Regions from separate parts of the Mus musculus genome. Here all the other regions are linked to region 2. The links are chromatin contacts, called in public HiChIP or PLAC-seq and promoter capture Hi-C maps. All regions are on one chromosome and are shown on one strand. Each heading gives the region's core, a stretch centred on a gene start, on an enhancer-like site or on the middle of the called end of the contact. The rest is flanking DNA. Distances are from core to core; before and after follow the strand shown. Region 1 overlaps Gas2 (growth arrest specific 2). Region 2 holds the start of Slc17a6 (solute carrier family 17 (sodium-dependent inorganic phosphate cotransporter), member 6). Region 3 overlaps Gas2 (growth arrest specific 2).

The links. Promoter capture Hi-C pulls out the DNA fragments that hold promoters and counts their contacts. HiChIP or PLAC-seq counts read pairs in DNA pulled down with a chosen protein or histone mark.
Region 1: an H3K4me3 HiChIP or PLAC-seq map of embryonic stem cells shows a contact between it and region 2, with 32 read pairs. The contact joins the enhancer-like site here to the promoter of Slc17a6 in region 2. A contact is called at or near these places in 23 of 39 promoter capture datasets (the 3T3-L1 cell line, 3T3-L1-derived adipocytes, the C10 cell line and 16 more), 28 of 484 Hi-C or Micro-C datasets (B cells, the C2C12 cell line, CD8 central memory T cells and 17 more), 16 of 115 datasets of contacts at active chromatin or transcription factors (the NIH/3T3 cell line, Th2 cells, craniofacial prominence and 9 more) and 4 of 9 other capture datasets (adipose tissue, liver, macrophages and 1 more).
Region 3: a contact with region 2 is called in a promoter capture Hi-C map of neural stem cells. The contact joins the enhancer-like site here to the promoter of Slc17a6 in region 2. A contact is called at or near these places in 10 of 39 promoter capture datasets (the 3T3-L1 cell line, the C10 cell line, the HPC-7 cell line and 7 more), 9 of 115 datasets of contacts at active chromatin or transcription factors (astrocytes, embryonic basal ganglia, embryonic forebrain and 6 more) and 4 of 9 other capture datasets (adipose tissue, liver, macrophages and 1 more).

What each region holds. Positions count from the first base shown.
Region 1 is chr7:51,955,552-51,959,908 of GRCm38.p6, reverse strand. The region is part of intron 7 of Gas2 (growth arrest specific 2); the gene reads right to left. Among named protein-coding and RNA genes, the nearest start is that of Svip, 48 kb to the left of the region's middle. Within about 2 kb of position 1,943, at least 7 of the 459 cell types and tissues checked have an H3K27ac peak or open chromatin away from gene starts, as enhancers often do. A contact at or near this core is called in embryonic stem cells, epiblast stem cells and stem cell-derived epiblast-like cells, where this site is marked.
Region 2 is chr7:51,620,226-51,624,481 of GRCm38.p6, reverse strand. It overlaps Slc17a6 (solute carrier family 17 (sodium-dependent inorganic phosphate cotransporter), member 6), which reads right to left and starts at 2,652. Exons shown (of 12, transcript NM_080853.3): 1 at 1,762-2,652. The coding sequence starts at 1,847. It overlaps Gm33136 (a long non-coding RNA gene), which reads left to right and starts at 91. Exons shown (of 4, transcript XR_003946771.1): 1 at 91-1,735; 2 at 2,248-2,374.
Region 3 is chr7:51,926,560-51,930,954 of GRCm38.p6, reverse strand. All of the region lies in intron 4 of Gas2 (growth arrest specific 2), which reads right to left. Among named protein-coding and RNA genes, the nearest start is that of Gas2, 50 kb to the right of the region's middle. Within about 2 kb of position 1,659, at least 49 of the 459 cell types and tissues checked have an H3K27ac peak or open chromatin away from gene starts, as enhancers often do. A contact at or near this core is called in astrocytes, embryonic forebrain, forebrain and 4 more, where this site is marked.

The DNA of each region.
Region 1 (4,357 bases), core at 694-3,193, 340 kb before region 2:
AACACATAGGGTCTTTTCTAGAATGTGTTTCATTAATTCTCCACCCAAAATGACATTCTAGGAAGGGGTGGGGACCAATTCTATGGCTGAATATACTTGCAGAATGTCACCTGAGACATTCTCCCTAGAAGATTAAAGGATGTATACAGAATGCTCCAAGAAAGCCCAGGTAAAGAAATAAGTAGGAGTAAAACATTACTGCAAAAGTCCATCTGCCAGGGCTTATAGCCCAGCCCCACCATGCATCAGCTACTTGCAAAGGTTTGAAAAATGAAGACATGGAGAAGCTTAGAGACAGGACATGGTTTCATTCTGTGCCCAGGTAACATGTCACTAGGTTCCCTTTTACTCACAATCCTCCTGCCTCAATCTCACCAACACTGGGGCTACAGGCATGTGCTACCATCTTCAGATTCTCTAACTTAAAAGTCATGTCTTGTATCTAAGCTTCTCCAACTTTAAAATGGGAATGGCAACAAGATGTTTCCCAACGTGGTAAGGAATTAAAGAAAGATATGTCAAGTGTTCACAAGATACTAACACAGTCAACTATTAATATTTAGAGTCACTCTTTACTATCAATCTCTAAAGATGTCTTGACCATTTTTCCTAATGGCTAGAATACACTTTGAACAGCTCAACCTTACTGTGTTAGGGGAAGGAGTTATGATTAATTAAGAAACCTCTCATGTATATGCTTACATTATCTCAAAGCATAGGATATCTTGCTTCCATATAACATTAGAGAAATGCTGTGGTGAGAGATTATGCCCCACACACGGATAGCTTGTAACCACTTCATACACCAGCACACCTTGTTCCTACCAACTATTATCTTGGTGTATCTCCATGTTGCTAAGTTTTATAGGGATGGGACACCAGGTAGGCAAACATTAGAGATCGAAGAGATTGTAGCTATATCTCACTGGTAGGGTCTACAGAGACAAAACATAGTACTCAGAGAGAGAGAACTAATGTTTGGAAATTTCCTAGGATTAACCACCAACACAGTAAGATTTCAAAACAGAGAGGATTTCTGTTGACAATAGATTTGGAACAAGCTAGGAAACACACTGCTGGGTATGACTGTGAGGGCATTCCCACAGTGGTAAGAGCCAGCTGGAATGTAGACAGTGCTGTCCGCATAATCAAAGGTCCCAGCCCATGCCACTGCTGCCACAATGGGCCACATACCCTTAGAGTCATAAACATAATTAATTCTTCCGTTGCATTGCTTTCTGCTAGGCATCAGCAATGTAAACAACCAGAAAACAACATACCAGAGAAAAATATGTAAGAAGTTTGAAACAAGCCATAGAATCCTTCCTGGCCTAAGTAATAGCAACAGAAATGCAATACAGTTGCTTACCCTTATCTAGAAGAGGGAAACTCGGGGGGAAAAAACATTAAAATGAATAATCAGATAGTTAAATAACAACCTTCAAGGAACCTTTAATTATTTCTAAATTTATAGTTGAATCATTTGACTGAATTCTCTTAGGTCATATTTTAATCATCTTCATCATAAAATATAAAGAAAAAATTTCATGTCCATAATTATTTGTTCTTAGCAATTAAAATCTGCTTTCAATTATTACTGTTCTATTTGCATTGTAGTCACATGTTGTTTCTACATAAACTATTTCATATGACTGAAAAGTTTATTTCTTACTTGTGTATACAACCATTCCCCTAGATATAGTTGTCTTTAAAATTGTCATTTCTGGAGGCTAGAGAGATGGCTCAACAATTAAGAGCAGTGCTACTCTTCCAGAGGACTCAGGTTCAATTTCCAGTGCCTATATGGTTGTTTAACATGAATCTTAGAGGCTTTGTTTCACTCTGGGAAGGTGAAAGAAGCTGCATTCTACCATTATACCTGGTTTCCATATGTTAATGTGGCTCCACCTGGGGACACATTCCAACTCTCAGGAAGACTGCATCCTGTCACCTGATTGGGAATTCTCATACAGATTAGTGGTGCAGATGAGTTTTCAATATGGGAGGCCCCAGTGGACAGCAGGTGAAGGAAGGAAAAAAAGAACAAGAAGGAATGCAGGCAGCAGCCAGGAGCCTTCAGTTTGCATTTCAGTGAAGCATTGTCTGGTTGACTGGAAATATTAACATCTCTGTTGCTGCAGAAATTGTTAAAGAGATTTTTTTTGTCCTGACCCCCTAATTCTGAAATAAATGAGACATTTATGTTGGATGACAGTAGGTTTCTACCTTCAGAATAGATGCCAAGCTATTTTTAACGGAAAACAACAAAAACCAAAAATTTGTTTCTGAAAATACCATGTGTGTATGGAATGTTTGTGTACATAAGCACACATGTTCTAGTATATGACCACAGTGCACAGATGGCAGAGAGAAGACACAGAGGTTACAGAAAAGCCACACTGGTCTATCCTTGCCTTCTGCCTTCTTCAGCACAGATTTTCTTTTGTATATTGCTGCTGCCTAAGCAGGCTAGGTAGCCTGCAAGCATCTAGGAATTCTTGCCTCCACCAGCTGAGGTTATAGACAAGTGGTACCAAGTGCAGTTCTAGCAGGGTTCAGATGAACCGAGCTCACCATGCCTGTGTGGTAACCAGCACCCCAGTACTACTCACCAAATCAGCCTCATGGTTTTGTTCATGAAAGACACAGGGGAAAATCTTGTTTTGTGAAATTATTGTAGATCAGTTAGAGATCATATTTTTTAATTTGGGAGATGATTACTAAGATATAGACTAAAATCAGAGTCAAAAAATCACAGAGATTTGTTCCCTGTATCACATTATATTTGGTTAGAGACTAACTCATTGTCTCTAGATGCACACACATATGAACATATGTCTACGTAGCATGTATTTAAATCTGTCTTAATTGTATGCTCTCTTCTAGAAACTCACAGATAATATTTACCTTAGCAGAGAGCCTCTATGAGATACCTTCCTGGGTCTTTTTCTGAATGCCACATTCTTAGTTACCTTTTAAACAATTAGTTTGACATTATTGTTTTTGTTTCAATGTACAAAGAGAAAATATGCTCATGTAATATCTACATGACAGTACCAGTGAACTCTTACTGAACCGGACATCAAGGCTTATTTGTCTTGTATATAGGACTCTCTGAGGGCTAATTCTATCTAAGCCTGTGTTTTTATCACTGTGCTTGCTATCTTTAAGATTGAAGTCCAATGTTTTAAATTACCTGAAATAATTCTGCATAGCTCTTTGAAGTCAACAGGCTCATTAAGTCCTTGGGGAAGCAAGGCATCTCTTACAATGGGTGGATAACTGAGGATGAGTCCTGAGATAACGTGTTTCACTGTCTGTATACTATATATAACAGTATTCAAGAATGTATCCAAGAAGACAAAGCTGTATTCCATAGCTTTAGGAGGCATGATACATTTAATTTTAAGTTTAAAATTTAAAATATATTGATATAAAAGAATGCAATTAAGCCATTGGGAGTGGCCACCCACCTTCTATGTACACGGATTCCACTATCACCACTTGCTCTTTAATCCAAGTATTCAGAAACCTATAATTAAAGTATTACGTCCCATAATCAATCCAAATTCAACACCACTAAATTTCTGAGTGATCCTTACTATTTCCACACACACACACACACAGTTATAACACAAGGAGAATCCACTACAAAGGGCCCAGCCAGCCGAAGATCTAAAGCATCAGTCAAAGCACATGTGTATCAGCGGGCTATATTTAGTCTACTTGTCCAACACAGGGAGAAAATGGAGAAATGACAATATGGGTGTAGGTGGGGTGCCTCAAATTTCAATTAGTTAGTCTCCTTGAAGACATTGCCTCAGATTCCTATCACTCTATCAGGGTGGACACAGACTCACAGAACAAATATGTCTTTAAAAGCCTCTCTGTGCAGTGGGTAGCAGTTACTGCAGAGACAATTGGTCAATGTGCAGGCAGTTAGTACCTGTGCAGTGCTATGGTTACACAGTAAGTCTCTAGATCACAATTCCTGACGCCAAAGCACAGGAAGCATCACGGAAGGGGGTGGAGAGATTGTAAGATAGAGAAGGCTGCTATGAACAGTGTCTGTTGGCTACTGCTGGGCCACTGCACGCCACTCATGGATTCAGAACCTGCACTCCCTTACTTGCACAAGATCAAGCCAGTTAATGAGCCAGCCTGCACGGGGGAGGGGGAGGGGCTGAGGAGCTTTCGGTAGCTGATGGACACTCAGAGGGAGGAGACTCAGCCGCTTTTAGGTGAGTGGCTCCTGGTAAGCAGATCATGCTTCCCTGACAGCCGCACACTTGTGTCTGGCAGGCACCATAACCCTGACTCCCTGAGGGCCCCACACTTGTGTCTGGCAGGCACCATA
Region 2 (4,256 bases), core at 1,403-3,902:
CAGAAAATGAGATTCCTGGACTTACTAAGGGGCACCCACAGGGCCATCTGTACCACTCAGAGAAAGATCTGATTTTTAAAATCATAAGATTTGACTCTTCTCAATCAATTCCCTTTAGGCTTTCATCCTTGAGGGAGTAGGGAGGGGAGAGACTTGGAATGCTGAATGGGCTTGAAAAAAACGGTGGTGCTGTTCTCATGCTAGCACATCCATGAAATGTCCATTTTTATGAAAGAATGGGGTAGAAGGTAATAGCTATCTTTCAACAAGACTGGTATTTTTTGATATTTAAACTGTGTCTTCACTTACAGTAGACAAATATTTTTTCAATGCATCTTGTACTTACTATTAATCGTGTACATACCATTAAATGGCACACAATTGCTTACACACACACACACACACACAGCTGAAGCCTATGGAATTTTAACACCAATTCAAAGCAGGTATAGCATGGAACATGGCTGCCAATAAACTTGTATCTCTATTCCAAATTCTCTCAAATTCTACTGCAGATTAGGTCATTAAAGTGTGGCTGTGCATTGTGTGTGTTTATCACAGACATATAACCCAAGCACTAGGAACAAGGCAGTGATTTTCTTTTTCCTTCAAGGAAGGCATTTAACCAATTTGATCATTTTTTACTTGACTTTATACACCTGAATTTGTAAAGTTGAACTGTGCACCTGAGTTCCCCACCCCACAGTAGCCTCTAAGCAGCTGCAGGACTGCAGGGTGCTTGCTGCGGCATCCTTTGCCGCAGAGGAGCGTGATGGTGTATACTGAAGCCCACCAGAACCAAGCAGCTGGAAAAAAAGAGATGTACATTGGCCATCTTGTTTACAACTCTCATGGATAGCCAAGACTTCAGTTTCCAAATGTGAAAATGAATGTTTCTTTAAAAATCTATCTTCCTACCGTGTTTGCTGTCTCATTGATTTTGCTTGTATCATTGGCAAAAAGTAGTATTAATAAAAGATGTAATACATCTTTCAGGACCTGAATTCATGCAAAGCACAGTATGCTTAGTGCAGCAATTACAAGAAGGATAACATTTACATTTTTTTCTATTACTTTTAAAGTAATTTTGCGTTTACTATTCTGGTTCTTAAATCACTGTGAAATTTCCCACACAAGATACAGACTCCTAAAACATAGCAAACAAATTAAAAAAAATACATATACAATGTTTTAGATCCAACAGAGAAACATCAATGATCAATTATTGATATATTTTGATCCTGTTTCATTCAATACAGAATTTCCCATGGGAGAGTTCTTCACTATGTTTTTGCAGCTAAGGTCTAGATTCCTTTTCTTTCATTTGTCTTTGAAGTTTATTTTTAAAAAGGGTTTTGGCTTTTGTTATTCACTTGTTTGGATCAAAGGGATTTTATTTGTGAAATCTATAAGAAAACAAAGACAGGCTTTATGAGCAGGTGCTGAACGAACATTTTGGAATTGCAAAGGAGGATTAAGAACTGAATTGGAGCACATGAGAATCCCCAGGTAATGAAACAAAATCACACACACACACACACACACACACACACACACACACACACACACACGACAGGTTCGTTTAGTGTCACATTCCTGCATTCATAAGCAGGTTTCCAGTGGAACCTAGCTTCAGCAATGAGCAACAAAAAGACTTTCCCACCATGTTACAATCTTTCTAAGTAATCAAGCTTTTCAGAAATGGCTTTGCAGATTCTGTCCAGATGAGTCCCAGGTAAGCATGGGGTTGCAGTCTCTTACCTGTAGATCTGTCCGAGGGATTTTCCAGCAAAATTCTTTATCCCCTCTTTCCCCGGGGCCAAAATCCTTTGTTTTACCGACTCCATTCTTGTAAAGACTGGTGTCCAGCCTTACCAGATTTAAATTGTTGTGGCTATGAAAGACGGATTCTGCGCATAGTCTTAGTTGGTTAAGGTAGAGCTTTTTCTTCTCAGCAGAGGTGAGCTTTCCAGCAAGGCTGTGAGTTGGAGAGGGGAGGGAGGGCGAGAAAGAGAGTACAACAGAATAGCTGCATGCAGCCCACGGGTTTCCTAATAGGAGAATTGGTACACACAGTCACAAAGTCTCATTGGAAGGGGAGGATCCGGTGGCCGAGGGCGCGCGCAGTGCCGTGGTATTTGGGCGGGTGCTGATGAGTCCCTGTTCTGGAAGTCACCTCACCGAAAAACAACGTAAATTCCCGGTTTTGAAGTCTTATCGCAATCAAATCCGCTGTCTTTTAATCAGATTGACCAGAAACGTCATCGAACCCTTGTGTAAGGAAAAAAGCAAAAGAACCCTACTGTCTAAAATGGTGACTTTGCTGATCAGAGCTCATAGCTCTCAGAACCCTTGGGAGCTTCCTAGGCCTCAGGTGAGCGGCTGCTGTTAGCTTCCTGCCTTAACATGGTCTCCTCCCATCGCGCCGGCGTAATTGTGCTCTGCGGCAGAGTGGCAGAGTGGAATTAAGACTGAGAATGTTAGCTGATCTTTGCGAACGTGAGTGAATAACAGACACACAGCTGTGGTTTAGGCAGCGCCGGGGGAGACCTTCCATAAAACCTGACCGCTCCCGTCAGTGCGCGCGGCGCAGTTTAGCATTTCAGGACCACGGACAGAGGAAGCTAAGGAACCTTGGCTGCTGCTTTTGGCTAACCCGCTCGCCAACTTCCTAGGGGAGCTGGGCGGATCGCCCTGACCAAGGGCCTTTCTAGGGCTCTTCAGGAACGGATGCTATGGAAACCAAGTAGGGAGATGTCATCGTCTGCAGAGTTCTCAGGAGGAAAGCTGCATTTGGCTCTGCAAGGGAGGAGGGCTTTATTAAACACTGACAAGTTACTCTGCTTGGCCACCCGTTGCCCAGCATGTACATACTAGCTCTGACAGCATGGTGAAGAAGCAACACTGCAGAAGCTTCTACTTTAGGTGTGTGGTATCCAGGTGAACACCTGGTTCCCCTCCGATATAAAGCTTATGTTTATGAGATGCATAATAATATTGCTTGTGTATTTGATTCAACCCCTAAGACGAACAAGAAAGGATGCAGAGAGAGAAATGGAAGGAGACAAAAAAAAAAAAAAAAAAAAAAGAGGTGGGACAGAGAAGGAGGAGAGACAGAGAGATAATGACAGCTGTAACATTAGTGCACTTTCCGAATAAAGGACAGGCAGTCTGAAATGAATTCTTTGGAATTCTAAGTTTCTTTAATTAACTAATGCACAACACAATACTGAATTATTTCTAATTACAGGTAAAATTTGTACCTATAACTAAGCTTGTTAGCGAAGAGTAACTGATAATGTTTTAAAAATTTATTTCAATATATTTACACTCTATTTAAATTTTATTTTTCCCTCCTTATGACACCTTTTCTTAAGAGGGAGGCTATTTTTGCCATTGTTGCTTGTTGGGTTTTGAGAGATGGTCCTACAAGGTTTTCCATCTTAGTTGTGTATAATACCATTGAACCTATATCATTAAGCAAAACAATTAAATTGTGCTGAATTAATGTGAGTTATTTCGCATGGACCACAACCCTCTTAAGATGCAGTCCAGGCAAGTGCTTACGAAACAGACTGTCCTTGAGCTACATCCCCAAGGTTAAACCTTGGATGCTAGCTAAATCAACCAGGGGAGTGCGTTTTACATAGGGACTATTGGATTACATCCCAGAGGTACGGTGCAGAGTCAAATAAGAATGTTCTCTGACGATTTCAAATGATATGTGGAAAAAAATTTCCTAAAATAGAGAGATGAAAAAAAATCACAAATAGCTAAAACCCTTTGCAATTGTTAAATCCAAATCCAAAGCCTATAAAATTGTATTTCATTAAGAAGTATGGTTGAGCAAGAATACCACGATTACATTCCTGTTATTTTGGGACATATGCATTATGTGAATGTTATATATTATATTACGTATATACTTTAAAAACCAGGAAGCCATCTTCAAAAATATCCCTGGAATGCCACAAAATTGAATGCACTTCCATAGGAGATAGAGTATAAAAGAAAAAAATATAGGGTACAAAGGAAAAAAAAAACTCATCAAATTGTTTCATTGCAAAATTTCCAGCTCCTTAGGACTTGTTTTACAAGAGCATTTGTTTATTGGTTATTTTATTTATTTATATTTCAAATGTTATCCCCCTTCCTAGTTTCCTCTCCACAACCCCCCCTATGCCCTTGCCCCTCCCCCTACCTCTATGAGGGTGCTTCCCCCCAATCCTGCTTCAGAGCCCTAGCATTCCCCTACC
Region 3 (4,395 bases), core at 410-2,909, 310 kb before region 2:
TTACTGACGGAAGGATCATTGACAAATATAGTCTAACAATCTTTATGTAATTCTTTTGAAATAAACATAAATATTTTACTGCTTTCTAACCTGTTTTTTATTCCATGTTTTAAAATTCACTAGGATAATAAATGGAGAAGTATTTTGATACTAGGCTTATGGACGGTACATGTTTACATTCAAAGAACTATCTCTGGCACTCTATTCATGGGAAGCACAGGCACAATCATGGAGAAAGCATCCACAAAGGCCAGCCAGCATCTATGGGATGGACCAGCTAGGTTGGGGGAGCTAGCACACGGACACAGTCAGAGCTACAGCTGCACAGGGTGTGCAGAAACACAGCCTTGGTGGCAGGGCTCCTCGAAGTCCTGTCGCCTGAACTCCATAGCCTCAGAGTCAAACAGCTTCCATAATATGCTGGTGTATGAACGGTCAGTAAAGGGGCCTCTGTGTCAATCACTCTAATTCCTGCCTAAGATGCACTAAGCAAGTTCTCCATGTCTCCAACTACATGCTGTAAAACCATTTACTACCTAGCTTGCTAGCAACTGAAGACTATTAGAGCCTAACTACTCTCCATTCTTCTTTCATAGTCTGGGCATGACCTTTATTGTTACATACATATACAGCCAGATCTAATGTTCACCTCATGCCTTATATCCCCATTCCTTTCCTAGTCTCAAGAATATGAGTTTAATTTTGACATCTACAGACAATGGCAGCTTGTTGAAAATAACTTCGAATGCCAGGGATATGTATTTTTACCTTTTTAATGTCTCAGTGGACATTGGGATTTCCATCTTTTATAATTTCCTTCAGAGAAATCAGTAGAAATTTTAAAAATCCATTAATGTATACAACTTTATCTAAAGACCATGCTAAATTTCTTCAGTAATATACTCAGGAATCCTACATGCAGGTTTTTTTAACGTCTCTTTTATTATTTTGGATAATATTCACTTATTACCACTGGTGAAGTGTTGGAAACCTTGTGCCAGCATACTCTGTGATTTTATATCTCAGTTTACTTGTTAACTTAGTCTTTTATCAGTACACTACTCATGGCCTTTGTCCCAGTTTTGCTTTGCTCATTTTTGAAGCAATATTTGAGTACAGTTATATCTTATTATCTAAAAACTGACATTTGCAGGAGAAAATTCTCTCTCAGATTCTCAGAGTTAACATAGGCGAAGGGTTGTATTTCATATATATAAAGCCAGCATTTGGGAGGCTGAGACAGAAGGATCAAGAGCTCAAGGTTATTCTCAGCTACAAGGCAAGTTCAAAGCCAACTTGAGGCTCTTTGAGGCTCTGATAATAATAATAATAATAATAATAATAATAATAATGATGATAGGATGGCCTGCAGCTCACACCCTGTTTGTCCTATGTGTTGTACAATATTCTCTTCCAAGAATCAGAAATGTAACCAACATGAGAGACACCTGGAGCTGCCACACGTCCATTTCACCCTAAATGCCCCACCACTCACACTTGGGGATTTCTTGACATTTGCTGTGGTGGAGAGAGAACAGATTGAGTCAGCTGTGAGCAGTGGAGAACTTCTGAAAAATAACTGCAGTGACAGGGCTGCCGCGCAGGGCCGATCCTAGCTGCCTCCGAGAGAAGGCGGCTTCCTGTGTGCCCTCTGAGCAGCACGGACAGAAGCCTTTTCACATGGGCAGCACTGTGATCTAGTTTATCACTCACTTAAACACATCCCCCCCCCCCCTCCATCCCATCGAGGCATCTTTTTACTTTGCTTTCTGTTCAAAACACTGGTACACAAAGGATGTTTTTCACTGAGCACCACTGAAATGAAATCTTGAGGTAGGAAAAAAAGAAAGAAAGAAAAAGAAAATCCTTGCCCTAAATTCCCTTTCAAAGGTGAACGTGAAAGACATCAAGCAGAGCACACAGCACTATTGTGGAAAAGTCCAAGGCCAAGGCCAGCAGCTTGGCTCTGCTGCCTCCTCAACACAGAGCATAATAAAAACACCCAGAGAGAAAGGGCTCCTCTGGGAAATGAGATTTCTCTTTGTCCTTCCTCTTTATTGTCATTAATATCCATGGGCCCAGCTGTTTCCTTTCTCCAACTAATCCTAAATCAATGCTATAATATTGACCCTTTTTTCTGGATCCCCGGGGCCTATAATACATCTCCTTCTACCCACTCTGAGCCCCAGAAATTTCAAATATATTTTTAATTGAGCAGCAAAACAGAAAGCCTGATTATCAGGCTTAGTTTGGTACTGATCTTAAAAATAGTTTTTAAATTTGAAAAGGCTTGAAATTTTAGATGTACTGAATCTGCTTGGATATTTAAGCACCTTTTAATTTAAATTTGTATAAGATACAAAAGATATTAAAAAAACAAATGTTTAAGGAACAGACTATGAAATAAATTTTATATATAATTATCATGAACTTTCTTTTCATAATGCCACCTTCTTTTATAAACAGAAAGATATAGGATACAGGCTATCTAATTTTTCTTTACATAACTATACAGTTGCATAGCAAGGTCATGAGAAAAATTGCTTTAGTGTCTACAGTTTCAGTATAAAATGTATTATTTATGACTTGAATTGAATCGAGTGTTTCAGAACGTAAAGACAGCAAAAATGTGAATTGCAGTGGTATTTCCTGGGAGGAATCTGGCACCACATTGACTTCTGCTAAACTCTATTGAAAGTCCTATTAGTCCAGGCAACAAAATAACTCACAGACTCAGAGAAAACCAAAACAAGGCCACAGAGATATTCAGAGCTATTTGTAGCCCATTTGGTTTTTTACTGTAAGTGAAAAAAATATATAGATTTAATGGAAGTCTGTACAGTAAACAACCTTATAAATTAATGAAGATGCTAAAGCACTTTGGCCTATGCAGCCATTCTTTGCCAGTTCATAATTTGAAGCATGAGGCTAACCATCTCCATACACAGAATGCCTTTGTCACAAATGGCATTTGACTGACTATAGCTATAGAGAGACAATGTTTGTTTTCAAACCATTCTTCTCCATTTACTTCCTATATCTTAATTCCATAGCCAGAGGCACCTAAAGGTTATAACCTATTTGTAAAGTTGCAATTGAGCTGCAGGGGAGGTAGCTTCAACAGAAGCACGCACCTGTCACCAAGAATAACCAATCAACACCCACTTGTTCAATCACCCTTCAGGGAGCATCCTCTGTACGTGCCACATTACTGTGTAATTATTCTCATTCATCCTTCTTTTAAATTTAGAATAACTTCCCTTCTCTGCTGAGGAATTTCGCATTTGGTGACCATCTTTTTTACATCTCATTCCCTCACCTTGGAACAGATACAAATGAGCTTAGCATGGGAAATGTTAAGTTCCCACTGTCACTGTGAGTTGCTGGGTTTATCAGAGAAATGCTATTATCCAAAACTCAGGGACAAAGGCCCTATTAACTATTTGGAAGGTAGTTATGTGCTTATTCCCCTGAAGGATGTTTGGCTGATTTTAAGGTTAATATTTGGTATTATATGATTTGGTAAATTGATTTTTAAAGCCTTAGACAAAAAGGCCAAAGCTTTTCCTTTTCCCATTAGATGTTCGCATTATTCACTTTGTTATACTTTGCTGGGGCTGATTTAGTTCCAATATTCTCCACATTAGAATTACATTTCAGGGAACTTCTGCAGCTAGAATTACATTGCAGGGGCCTTCTGCAGCTAGAATGACATTTCAGGGGACCTCTGCAGTAAGCTTGAACATTTATTACCAGAGTGCCAGTCAGTGTGGAACCACTCACTAGTTCAATATATCATATATTTCCTTCCAAGCAATTAAGACTCTCAGTGTGTGGTCTGGAAATGGAGTTGCCAAAATTTAATCAGAAGACAAAAACCTCAGGAAACAGCAATCTGGGAAGGTATTTTCTCTGAGATGTCTGTCTTCTCTGTTACTTTAATATCCACTATGCATACCTAATTTTTTAACACAAAACCAGTTAAATACATAAACCAGTAAACTCCAGTTTCAACAAACACAGAACTGAAATTTTCACCCTTCCCAGAGGTGGCAACACATGTCCTCTCTGGGTGGGACATGAATTACCCTCCGAGCATGGATTATAGCTTGGTGCAGAAGCTCAGCTCTGCACACTCCAATTTCCCATTCATTGATGGCACTCAGTTCTGGCTGCAAATTGCTCTGCAACTTCTACCACTGTAGTTTATGAACCAGGTGACCAGAAGTAAGACAGCAGGTGCATTTTTCTACCTTGACCTGGTAAAGTTACAATTGCAAGATTTCAATTTACTTCGACTTCTTTAAAATAATCTGAAAAATGACAGCACACAAAAACTGTGGGCAAATACCCTAGGAGAAAAGTTAGTGATGATACCATGAGATTCAAAGTCTT